Regions from separate parts of the Pan troglodytes genome. Here region 2 is linked to region 1. A link is a contact called in public Hi-C data. All regions are on one chromosome and are shown on one strand. The core of a region is the stretch at or near the end of the contact, and the rest is flanking DNA. Distances in the headings are between cores, read along the strand shown. Region 1 holds the start of HEY1 (hes related family bHLH transcription factor with YRPW motif 1). Region 2 overlaps TPD52 (tumor protein D52).

Evidence for each region. A called contact is a pair of places that touch in the nucleus more often than the background predicts.
Region 2: a contact with region 1 is called in a Hi-C map of stem cell-derived neural progenitor cells, with 2.3 times the contacts expected there. The contact joins the enhancer-like site here to the promoter of HEY1 in region 1. A contact is called at or near these places in 1 of 7 Hi-C or Micro-C datasets (stem cell-derived neural progenitor cells) and 1 of 1 datasets of contacts at active chromatin or transcription factors (stem cell-derived excitatory neurons).

The regions. Positions count from the first base shown.
Region 1 is chr7:88,408,807-88,414,262 of NHGRI_mPanTro3-v2.0_pri, forward strand. HEY1 (hes related family bHLH transcription factor with YRPW motif 1) reads right to left here and starts at 2,737. Exons shown (of 5, transcript XM_519823.8): 1 at 2,252-2,737; 2 at 1,901-1,976; 3 at 1,693-1,776; 4 at 1,335-1,416; 5 at 1-444. The coding sequence starts at 2,340.
Region 2 is chr7:88,592,754-88,598,501 of NHGRI_mPanTro3-v2.0_pri, forward strand. The region is part of intron 2 of TPD52 (tumor protein D52); the gene reads right to left. Among named protein-coding and RNA genes, the nearest start is that of TPD52, 81 kb to the right of the region's middle. Within about 2 kb of position 4,443, at least 2 of the 24 cell types and tissues checked have an H3K27ac peak or open chromatin away from gene starts, as enhancers often do. A contact at or near this core is called in stem cell-derived neural progenitor cells, where this site is marked.

The DNA of each region.
Region 1 (5,456 bases), core at 1,487-3,986:
CCACTGAGGAGAGCAGAGGCGGCGACAGTTTGGAGGCGGAGGTGACCACAGGGAGCACCGGTCCGAGGCTGCCGCTAGGGGGCGCTCGCAAAGCAGGCGCCTCCGGATGTGCCGAGCCCAGCCTGCCCTGGTGGTGCGGTTCCGTGGGTGAGGCCGTGGTGCCCGCGTTCCCGTGGCCGTTCTGGGGCAGCAACAGCGGGTGCGCGATGTGCGGGTGATGTCCGAAGACGGTCCCCCAGGGAATGTGTCCGAGGCCCGCGTGGGCGCCGCTCGCGGCTTCCCGCTGGGAAGCGTAGTTGTTGAGATGCGAAACCAGTCGAACTCGAAGCGGGTCAGAGGCATCTAGTCCTTCAATGATGCTCAGATAACGCGCAACTTCTGCCAGGCATTCCCGAAATCCCAAACTCCGATAGTCCATAGCAAGGGCGTGCGCGTCAAAGTAACCTAAGGAAAAGAACAAAAGAAAAATCTCAGGGCTTTGCCCGTTTCCCTTATTTCTTAAGTCCCAGAGACAGCCCTTCCTGGCAGATACCTGCATCCCTTAAAACACAACAGTCAGGGGTTCTTCCGAAAGTCTAAATACTTTGGAATCAACAAAAATCTTTGCATTAATCAACATAAGCAGAATGTGTTTGCTAATGCAAGTTCAAAGCCCAATTAGAAGCTGCAGAGCAGAAATTGGAATTATACCCTACCAGCAGATGAAACTATGTTCATTCCTTTAATGTTTTCCCTCAACAACAACAAAAAATACATCAAGGGCAGAGAAACCACAGAGCAGTGAAATTCATTAGACACACAGATGTAAGTTATCATCGCGGAGCTTTTATAGGCACTTGGACCTCAGTAAAGCATTTTCCTGCTGGAGAGACAGACACACAGACCTTGGTCTCCTGTTAGGTTTCCTCTACTTAACCAGAATACATTTCTTTCCTCAAGAGGCATGTGGCAGCACCTTTTTTTTTTTTAATCCCGTATTCCAAAAATAAGACCACATATTGTTTTTAAATGCTTTTTCTCAAAATAGCAATGGACAAATGTGAAAGCTACCTGATCTGAATCAGGGCTGTCACAACTTTTGAAGACCTCACAAATAATAGGTATTTTTCCAAAAGATGCACTAGCTCAATCCGCAGAGAGCTGGGGTGGTGAATTCACTGGAGAAGATTCTATGTGCATTCGAAAATGTACTGACAGGGAACTGCACACACCACACACCGTTCTCTCCCCACCCCCAAAGAAAAATCAGGCAGCTACTGCACCAATCCTGGCCTTCAGCCGCTGCTCACTCTATGCCAACCACTCAGAGCCCCCACTAGGTCTAGGAGATGTACCTTTCCCTCCTGCCGTATGCAGCATTTTCAGGTGATCCACGGTCATCTGCAGGATCTCGGCTTTTTCTAGCTTAGCAGATCCCTAAAGATGAGAATGGCAAAAGATTGATTTGGCACAAGTTCCTTTGGGGAACAATTTAAAATATGCAAACATATATACAAAGATACATGCTTTGTAAATCGTAAAGCATGGACTAAAGCAAAATCAGTTGTCTTCACAAAATACGCTGGTATCTGTGTACGAATTCATCTAGGCACAAGCAACACAGCTATTTTCCAAGGCGGATGAGATTAATGGGGGGAAGATTCAGAAGGTGCAGATAGCTATGCTGAGAGCTTTACCTACTTGCTCCATTACCTGCTTCTCAAAAGCACTGGGTACCAGCCTTCTCAGCTCAGACAAACTGTTATTGATCCGGTCTCGTCGGCGCTTCTCAATTATCTGCAGAAGGCAAGCAAAACAAAGGAAGGCATTACCATTACGACTGTAAATTTCAAAGACAAAAAAAGGTGGTTATTTCCGTTAATCAATAACAAAAATAAAAGGAGAGTGTAAAGAGACTCACTCCTCTCCGTCTTTTTCTGGCCAAAATCTGGGAAGATGTAGTTGGGGACATGGAACCTAGAGCCGAACTCAAGTTTCTGAAAAGAGAAAAAGAACAAACAAAAACTGAAATCGCCGTTAAACGAGGAGAGGTGATCTGAGAGGTCGCCCCCACACCCTCCCCGCACTCAGACTTTTTTTGCCACTTGGGCTGGAAGGCGCCTAGGGGTTCCCTGACCGCAGGCTGCCGCCAGCCTGCGACGCGCGGAGGTCAGCGCAGGGCACCGGCGCGCCAAGGGTCCTAGCCCGCTGTCACCGCGGCAGGCCTGCGCTCGCCTCCCGCTCTGGCTCCGCTCCGCCGCCGCCAGCTCACCCATTCTCGTCCGCACTCTCCTTCTCCACCTCGATGGTCTCGTCCAGCTCGCTGTCCGAGGAGCTGTACTCGGGGTGAGCTCGCTTCATGCTGGCTGCCTGGGGGATCCAGGGGAGGGTCGGCGCGGCGGGCAGGGAGGAGTTAACTACAGCGGCGCCTCTCCGCTCTCGGCTGCTCGCGTTCCGCACACACTGATCCCGCTCACGCTTTGCCTCTGGTTAAAACTCAACCATCCTTTCCCACGCTGAGCCCCTTCCCAGGGCCCTGGGGAGGGCGGGGGAGTGGGGAAGGCGGGCGAGGGGGCGGAGAGGCGGGGCGGCAACTCCAGGGCAACAGCCGCCCCCCGGCCAATCCGGTTTCTCGCGCCGCTGATTGGCAGCCGCTCCTGGGAGGGGCGGGAGCGAGGCCGAGGGCGCTAGCGGACCGCGCCCCCGCCCTCCGCGCCCGCCCCTGCCTGGCGGCGGTGCGTCGTCTCCGCGGGGGCTCTGCCCGGCCTGCACTCAGGGGAAGGAGGAGGCGCGGGCGGCGGGGAGGCGCGGGAGGCCGGGCCGGGACACAAGCCCGCGGGCGGCCGCGGCTCCTCCCCGCCCCGCGCGCCCCGATTGGCCTGGCCGCGCGCCAGGGCCGAGCCTGCAGCGCCTCCGGTGAGCCGCACGCGCCGCGGGCCGTGGGAAAGTGCCGGCGCCGCGGCCGCCAGCCAATCCGGGCGGCCGGCGACGGCGACGGCGGCGGCCGCGCTGGCGGCAGCGGCGGCGGCGCTGGGCGTCCGCATGAATGGAGAAGAATGGGCAGGCGGGGAGCCGGGCCGCGCGAGGGCGCGCCGGCGGGGGCTGGGCGGCCGCCGGCCGGGCCCCCAGTGTGAACCTGTAATCGGAGCCTGGGCGCCGGCCGGCCTCGGAAGCCGCCGCCTAGCGCCACCGTAAATCTCGCCCGCGTGGCCGCCAGTGCCCGGCGGCTGGAGGCGCGCGCTGTTGGTGGGGCCGTGCCGGGTGCACCTGGCCGGGCTGCGCGCCGGCGGCTCCGCGGAACCCGCAGGGAGCCGGGAGAGGGGGCGCCGGGCGCGTCCACAGTGGCCACCAGCCCAAGGGCCGGTCACATGGAGGAGCAAGCTGTGGGCTCAGGGGACGCTCTTTTTGATTTCTGGGGCCGAGGCCGCACATGCAGCCAGACTCGTTTCCGCAGGGGCTTCCCAGCCGCGGAATGGAATGAATACCCCAGTGCATCTCATTTACGGGGAAGTGGAGCACTTGTTTTCTCGGCCGCCTTGGGGAAAAAAAAACCCAACGGTCCCTGGGAATAATCATTATGCTGGGATTTTTTGTTGTTCCCCCGCTGTCCCCCCCCCGCCCCCTCCCCCCGGCGGCCAGATCCTCTCAGCGGGCGACAGGGTGGCGGTGCTGGCGTTTGCGTCTGAGGCCGGCCTTGCTGAGGGAATGCACGTCACTGGCCCCAGACACACACCTCTGGCTTCGGTGGCTTGGCGTGGCGTGTACTGGGTGCTACGTGAAGTCCCCCCCGAGTCCACTAAGAAGACAGATTTTTTTTAAAAAATACAGTTGTAAATCTCGAAACTGATTTCTGATTCCAGAAACAGAATGGTTGTTTTAAATTTGAAAATCCGGTCTTCTGTCCCTTACAAAGGTACAGAGCAATTCGCATTCGTCTCAGATCCACTCTGAAGCTTGTAGTCCTGTCTGTGAGGGAAAGCTTAATATCCATCGGTGAGAATAACAAAAGGCGTTTTCTCTTTGCAAAAAGCTTCCTGGTTTCTAGACTTCCTTATTGATCTCAATGCCATCTTTTTTTTTTTTTTTTTTTTTTTGAGATGGTGTCTCACTCTGTCGCCCAGGCTGGAGTGCAGTGGCGCGATCTCGGCTCACTGCAACCTCCGCCTCCCGGGTTCAAGCAATTCTCCTGCCTCGGCCTCCCCAGAAGCTGGGATTACAGACGCGCGCCACCATGCTCAGCTAATTGTTTTTGGTATTTTTAGTAGAGACGAGGTTTCACCATGTTGGCCAGGCTTGTCTCAAACTCCTGATCAAAGGTGATCCGCCTGCCTTGGCCTCCCAAAGTACTGGGATTACAGGCGTAAGCCACCGCGCTCGGCCTCAATGCCATCTTAACACACCCTGGATGCCAAGCACTCTGAGTGGCCGGCCTGGGCCTGATCCATAGTTCCTCTCTGGGCACCCCCATCCCTCCACCACCGCCCCCAACGGGAAACACAACCTCCTGGCTCCCACTGAAGCTTATTCCACTTCACATCACCTCCAGCCCTCAGCCTTTCCATGCAGCCCCTCTGCTTCCCTGTCTAGGCTGGGCCCTTCCATCAGCCAGCCTGGGTTTGTTGTTGCTGGCACCCCAGACCTCTGGCTTCCTGAAACTCCACCGCATGCTGCCTGTTAGTTGTCAGTCCGAGGTCAATCCCACCACCCGGCTTTCTCTCTGGAAGTGCAAATTTTAAGGCTCCTTCCTGGCCCTCCCAGTCTTCAGTCCAGGGCATCCATCACTACTTCCTGCCTCTTCCCTCCCAGAAACTGATGGTCCAGGCATAGGAAACCATCCCACCTGCTCTCCTCTGCCTTCCAGAAGTCCCTCTGACCTTCCATTTCTTTCCCCAAAGTGACAGGCCACCCTTCCCCAGAACCAACGTGTCTACTTCCCCTCTGGCTCTATAAATTTTCCCAGCCTCTGGCACCTACAATGAGTCAGCCTTTCCCGCTTTGGCTCATTTCTGCTGCTGTGGAGAGGCGTGGACAAGCTGCAGATGTTGAGTGAGACGAGACCGGGTGGGGTTAGGGATGCTTAACTCTACATTGGCATCCAAATGAAATATTGCTCACATGTTCATGATTACTTTTATGTCAAAAAGGAGGTTCTCTACGGACAGGCGCAGTGGCTCACACCTGTAATCCTAACACTTTGAGAGGCTGAGGCAGGAGGATTGCTTGAGTCCAGGAGCTCCAGATCAGCCTGGGCAACATAGCAAGATCCCCATTTCTTAAAAAAGAAAATTAAAAATTAGCCAGGCATGGCATGCACCTGTAGTCCTAGCTTCGTAGAAAGCTGAGGTGGGAGGTTTGCGTGAGGCCAGGAGTGCCAGACCAGACTGGGCAACACGGCAAGATCCCCATCTCTAGAAAAAATTTAAAAATGAACCGGGCATGGTGGCCTGTGTCCTAGCTACTCTGGAGGCCGAGGCTTG
Region 2 (5,748 bases), core at 3,193-5,692, 190 kb after region 1:
GGGATTACAAGTGTGAGCCACCGTGCCCAGCCAAATTTTTCAGTTTTTAATAGTTTATGCTTTGTATGTAGATATACATTTGTTTTTTATACTGGCTGTGTATCTCTAAACTCTGTTCAATATACTTTTAGTTCTAATAAGTTTTTGCAGCCATCTGCAAATAAAGACTGTTCCACTTCTTCCTTTCTAATCTGTGTATCTTTTATTACTTTTTCTTGCCTTACAACTCTAGCTATGACATCCAGTATAATGAAGAGTAAAAAGTTAAAAAGAATGGACATCCATGCCTTATTTCTGATTTTAGAAAATATCAAGGCTTTCACAGCTGAGTTTGATGTTAATTTTAAGTTTTTTAAAAAAATGACCTCAATCAGCTTAAGGAAGTTCTCTTCTATTCCTAGTTTGCTGAATTGTTTCTCATGAATGAACACTGAATTTTGTTCAATGCTTTTTCTGCTTTCCTGATCATATGGATTTTCTTTTTTTTATATTAATATGATGAATTACACTGATTTTTTTTCACAAGTTAAACCGAACTTACATTGCCAGGATAAACTGCACTTTGGTCATGATGTATTATACATTTTTCAAAAGCTATTTCTTGATTGTTACCATTTTGTTAAAGACTTCTGCATCCATGTTCATAAGGTGTATTGGTCTACAGCTCTCTTTTCTTATGACACCTTTGATACTGATTCCTGATATTTACTTTCTGCTATCATTATGAGTCAATAAAGAGTGGGAAATCGAGTAGGATGGTGTGTGTTTACTCCTGTTTGACAATTATTCATAGAGTAAAAAATTACATTAATGATTACATTAATGATTCAGTGTAGCTCAGTCTCTTTCACAGGTCTTCTGCTTTTAAAACTAATCTGCGGCTCGGTGCCGTGGCTCACACCTGTAATCCCAACACTTTGGGAGGCCAAGGCGGATGGATCACAAGGTCAGGAGCTCAAGACCAGCCTGGCAAGATGGTGAAACCCCCTCTCTAAGAAAAATACAAAAAATTAGCCAGGCGCTGTGGTAGGCGCCTGTAATCCCAGGTACTTGGGAGGCTAAAGCAGGAGAATCGCTTGAACCCAGGAGGCAGAGGTTGCAGTGAGCCGAGATTGCGCCACTGCACTACAGCCTGGGTGACAGAGTGAGACTCCGTCTCAAAAAACAAACAAACAAACAAACAAAAAAAACCCCAAACTAATCTGCTTTTGGGCGAAGCCTAGTATTTAATAAAATATAATGGTGGGTGACAGGATGATTCCCATTAAGCAAAATTTTAAGGCCTTGTTTTTGCTTCCAGCATTCAATCAAACTACAAGAACTTGCATTCTACCTTTCCAGATATCTCCTATAATCAGATATTATGTAGTATAATTAATATGTACATTACAGTTCCCGGTATATCTACATGAGTTCATAATAACTGTTGTTTTCCTCACATGACAGAAAAAAATAACTTTTTTTAGATGTCAATTTGTTGATGAAAAAGGATTTGTCAATGAACACCAAGTCTCTGAAACAGGACAAAGGGAAGCTCAATTAATGAAATCACCAACTAAAAATAAAATATTGGATATGATTATAAAATTTGAGTGTCTGTATTTCGTCTTCTATATCCCTTTCCTCAACTCCAACAGGACAACTAAAAAGGTTTTCGTTACTTTAAATAAACTTTTCTTCCCTAGAACATATATCATGAATAATATTTGTATTGCATTGTTAGTTAGAAAAATCACTAAGCTATATTTCAGGTCATATTCAGAAAAAGTAAAGAAAAACACATGAAAATATAAAAATAAAAACAAAAAGCTCCCAAGCAAAAAACCCCAGCTTCCCCCCTAGTTTCTAGATTTAGATGGCAGGGAATTTCTAGATTATTTAACTAGTAAAACAAAATATTCATTAAAAGTCAAAAGTATTCTCTTGCGTATCAATAAAGCAAATACTTAACTAATTTTTTCTTTCTTTTGTTTTTATGGTGGTGGTAATCTTTAAGGAGTTTGGCATAAACAGTAACCAAGTCTTTGGTCTTCAATGCATTCTCTAGCAGCCTTTCTCAACTGGGGTTCAGCCAAAGAATTTAATCCCATAGAAAATGATTTGAATGACTCTATTCTCAATTCTCCCAGGAATGAGTAAGTTAATTCATTAAATGTTTATTAATTCATTAAATATACTTTAGGATATTAGGGTATAATTCTCTAGATAAGCCTTTGTTGAGAAAGGCTGCACGATGATTCTTTCAATGATGTAGGTAATACAGTAAGATTTTAAACTGTAACACAAACACACACACATATACACACACACACACACACACACAAGCACAATTATGAAATGCCTTCGGACAGATGACTAGAAATAAAAATAATTCCATAACATTCTAAAAGCATCTTTATCAATATAGCTAATTTAATGAATAAATGTTATTTGCCATCTGAAGTAAAACTTTGAGTTTCAGAGCTTTACTTTACATCACACCAGCTGACCTTTAAGATGTTGTTGAGGACAAGTCTTAACCAATATCAAATGAATAAATTTCTGCTGCTATTCATCCTGGAGTCAGATGTGAAGTCAGTCAATGTGAAGTCAGAGCATATGCCCTGTAGCTTTCACTTTAGGACTCATATTCCAAACCACTGTATTTTCTCTGGTCATGGTATCTACAGCGGATGTTGCTGATTCCCAACCTAATATCTACCACTCCCCCTCACCTCCATTTCCTTCTTCCTGGCATGCCCCATTTTATTCATGTAGCCACCCTGATATTTTTCAGGAGAGGCTGGCTGCAGTCCTAATCCCAGGGAAAGAATAAATATGTGACCAGTGCAGTCACTCAGGGCCTCATGCACAGAAGGGCCCAGTGCTTGGGTTTATTAATCTGTGGTCACTGACTTGAAACTCTTAATAATTTTATCCTTGCATCTGAGTTTGTAAGTGAAGTAGGACAGGACAATGGCGCACGCACCCAGGGCTTGTGAGTCTAGGCTCACACATGGTCCTGATCCCTCAAGGACAGGTTCTCAGCCACCAGGTTAGGGGATGGGCATTACTCTGTAGAATCTCACTGCAAAGTGAGAAGATGGCCATTCTATCCCCAAACTGATGGTGCCAAGGTGTGTTATAAGGGCAAACCAGTGGTAGCCTCTTGCCCATCCATCATCTAGGTGCCTCTGTGCATCCTGGCACACAGGCAGCAATCCCTTGGGTTGTCCTCCACTGTGGGTTGAGATGGTGGGCCCATGACAAAGGAAGATTAACTTCCCCACCCCTACCTTGGGCCCTGAGTTTTCATTTTGCACTGGGCCCTGGGAATTATGCGGCCAGCCCCGGCAGATCTTGATAAATCTGAATCAATCATGTGCTCTCACCCTCATTAATGACTGCTTCACAACTCAGCATGTGATGTAATTCTGGCCAACAGTATATGAAGGAATGCAGAGAAACTTCTACAAGAATTTTCTTACTCTTAAAAGAGACACACGAAAAGAGATGCCCCCTTTCCTGTACCTGTAAATTAATTTTGGATATTATGCCTAGCATTGTTACTGCCATCTCGCAGCCATGATGGGATCAAGCCTGAGTATAAAACCTATACAGGGAAAAAGGCCAGACTAGAATAAAATATTACAAAAAGGAGGATCCACAGTTTTTATCACAACACAATCACAACTGTCTTACCTCTGGGTTCTTTGTTAGGTGAGTTGGTAAGTTTCTTATTGTTTAAAACAGTTAAGGTAGAGTTTTCCGTCAACTGCAACTGAAAGCATCTTCATTACACATGACGGCGCAGTTTCAATACGAGTAATATCTCATAGAGCCTATTATCAACTTCGAAAAAGAATGCCCATTCCTTTAAGATGTCTTGAATCCCCCTTCCTCCAAGTAGATTTCATGTTTTACATAGCCCATATTTTAAATCAAATCATTTAAAAACATTCCCTTCCAAAATTTGTTAGGATATTTTCAGTTGTTTCCTTGATACAGGTAGAAACAATTTTGTTCATATCGATTGAGAGGTACTATCATGACAGATTTAACAAGGAATATTAGAAAGAAAATTAAGTTTTTAATGGGCCTACTTTCTCTTTCTTCCTACCCTAACCTTCCAAAATTAAGTAGATCATCATTAGCTGAAAATAATGTAAGTGAAGAGTAAGAACGAACATAAAAATACACCAAGAGTAGAAATGTTGCCTCACTCTATTTGGCAAGAGAACGATGTAAATAGTTATCATGAAGAGGTAGCGATGTTCTTATGAGAGCATTCTGTTATCAAAACCTATGCCCCTCAAATGGGCTGGAACCTCCTCTCCACATGGCAAAATAGCAATCATAGAAAGCACACTAGCAGATGCATCCCTGTTTACTACCTACCCCCCCACATCAGGGTCCTTATTACAGGAAAGAGTCCCACGCCATCAACAGAGTTCCTTATTTCCCATGGGTAGCTTCTCTGCTACAGGGAGCCAGCTGTTTAACATGCTGACTGGGCCTCTCTTGAGAGCTACCTAGTTCTGCAAAGGAAACTATCTATTCTCAGATAATAATAATGAGAAGACTGGATAGTAACACTTATAATTTCATAACTTTGTGTCATGTAAAGCATCCAAGAGCAGGTAAAGAACACAAATTTCATCTGATTTTGGGAAAATCATAATCTCTTGCAAAAAACAAAACCAGTTAAAGCACAAGATTATAACATTTTTAGAGATAACTTTCAGTAGTGAGAAAATTAATTAAACATTCTTGAGAAGCCATGGAGCTGAAGTCAGTGCACTGACTAACAGAGCAGCTGTCAGTACAAAGTGGGTTCCTGTCCTAATCCTGCTCTGACCTCAGAGTTGAGCCTGAGAACCTGTCAGAAAGGTGCTCTCACAGTGGAAGACATCAAGCAGCAGCTGCTTGAGCTCAGCAAGCTGCAGCCGTTTTCTCTCTTTTTTAAAAAATACAATGCCACTCCAGTTGCGTATTCCATGACACAAGGGCGTGTACAGTTCTCACTGTTGCTGCAGAGGACAGAGAGTTTTTAACTTCATTAGTACATGGCTGTCAAAGGCAGAGGGGTCTACCAGAAACTCTCCAGAATTTGGAGTTGGATGTGTTTGTATGGGTGTATATAGTTATAGTTATAGAATATGGTTACGATGCTACACCTGCCCTTTTTCTAGGAAGTTAAATATTAAAAATTTTTTATCTCATTTATACAAAAGTAACATTTAAATTTCATTTTAGAACATTTGAGGAAAGAAATAAATATAAAAGAATGGTTGAGGGAGAGCAAGCAAATCATACATATAAAGAGAGAAAGAGTGATAGATAGAGACAGACATAAAGATCATTGACACAGAGAAGCACAATAGAAACATGCTAATAACTTCCTTTAATTTTGGGGTGGTCATTTGTGCAACAGTATTAGACTGAGTCACATCTCCCTAGTGGTAACACTGCTAATTGTTTCTCTGATTCTTTTCTTTTATACATGGGGGACAAAGATGGGAAATTCGTGGTGAAAAAGAAAGGAATTTGTGTGCTTATTAATTCTTCCTGCTATAACTACACACACCCTCTACAATGCCTGACCTGGAGTGGCTGCTCCATGGAACTCTTTCCCAGGTTTTGCTGCTATCTCCCCTGGAGGGATCATTTCTGTTAACTCACAGAGGCAGCACTGCTATTAAAAATATCTCTCTGTGGTTTTGCTTCTTCTGTATTATTTGATGCTACAGATGATGTAATGATTAGTTT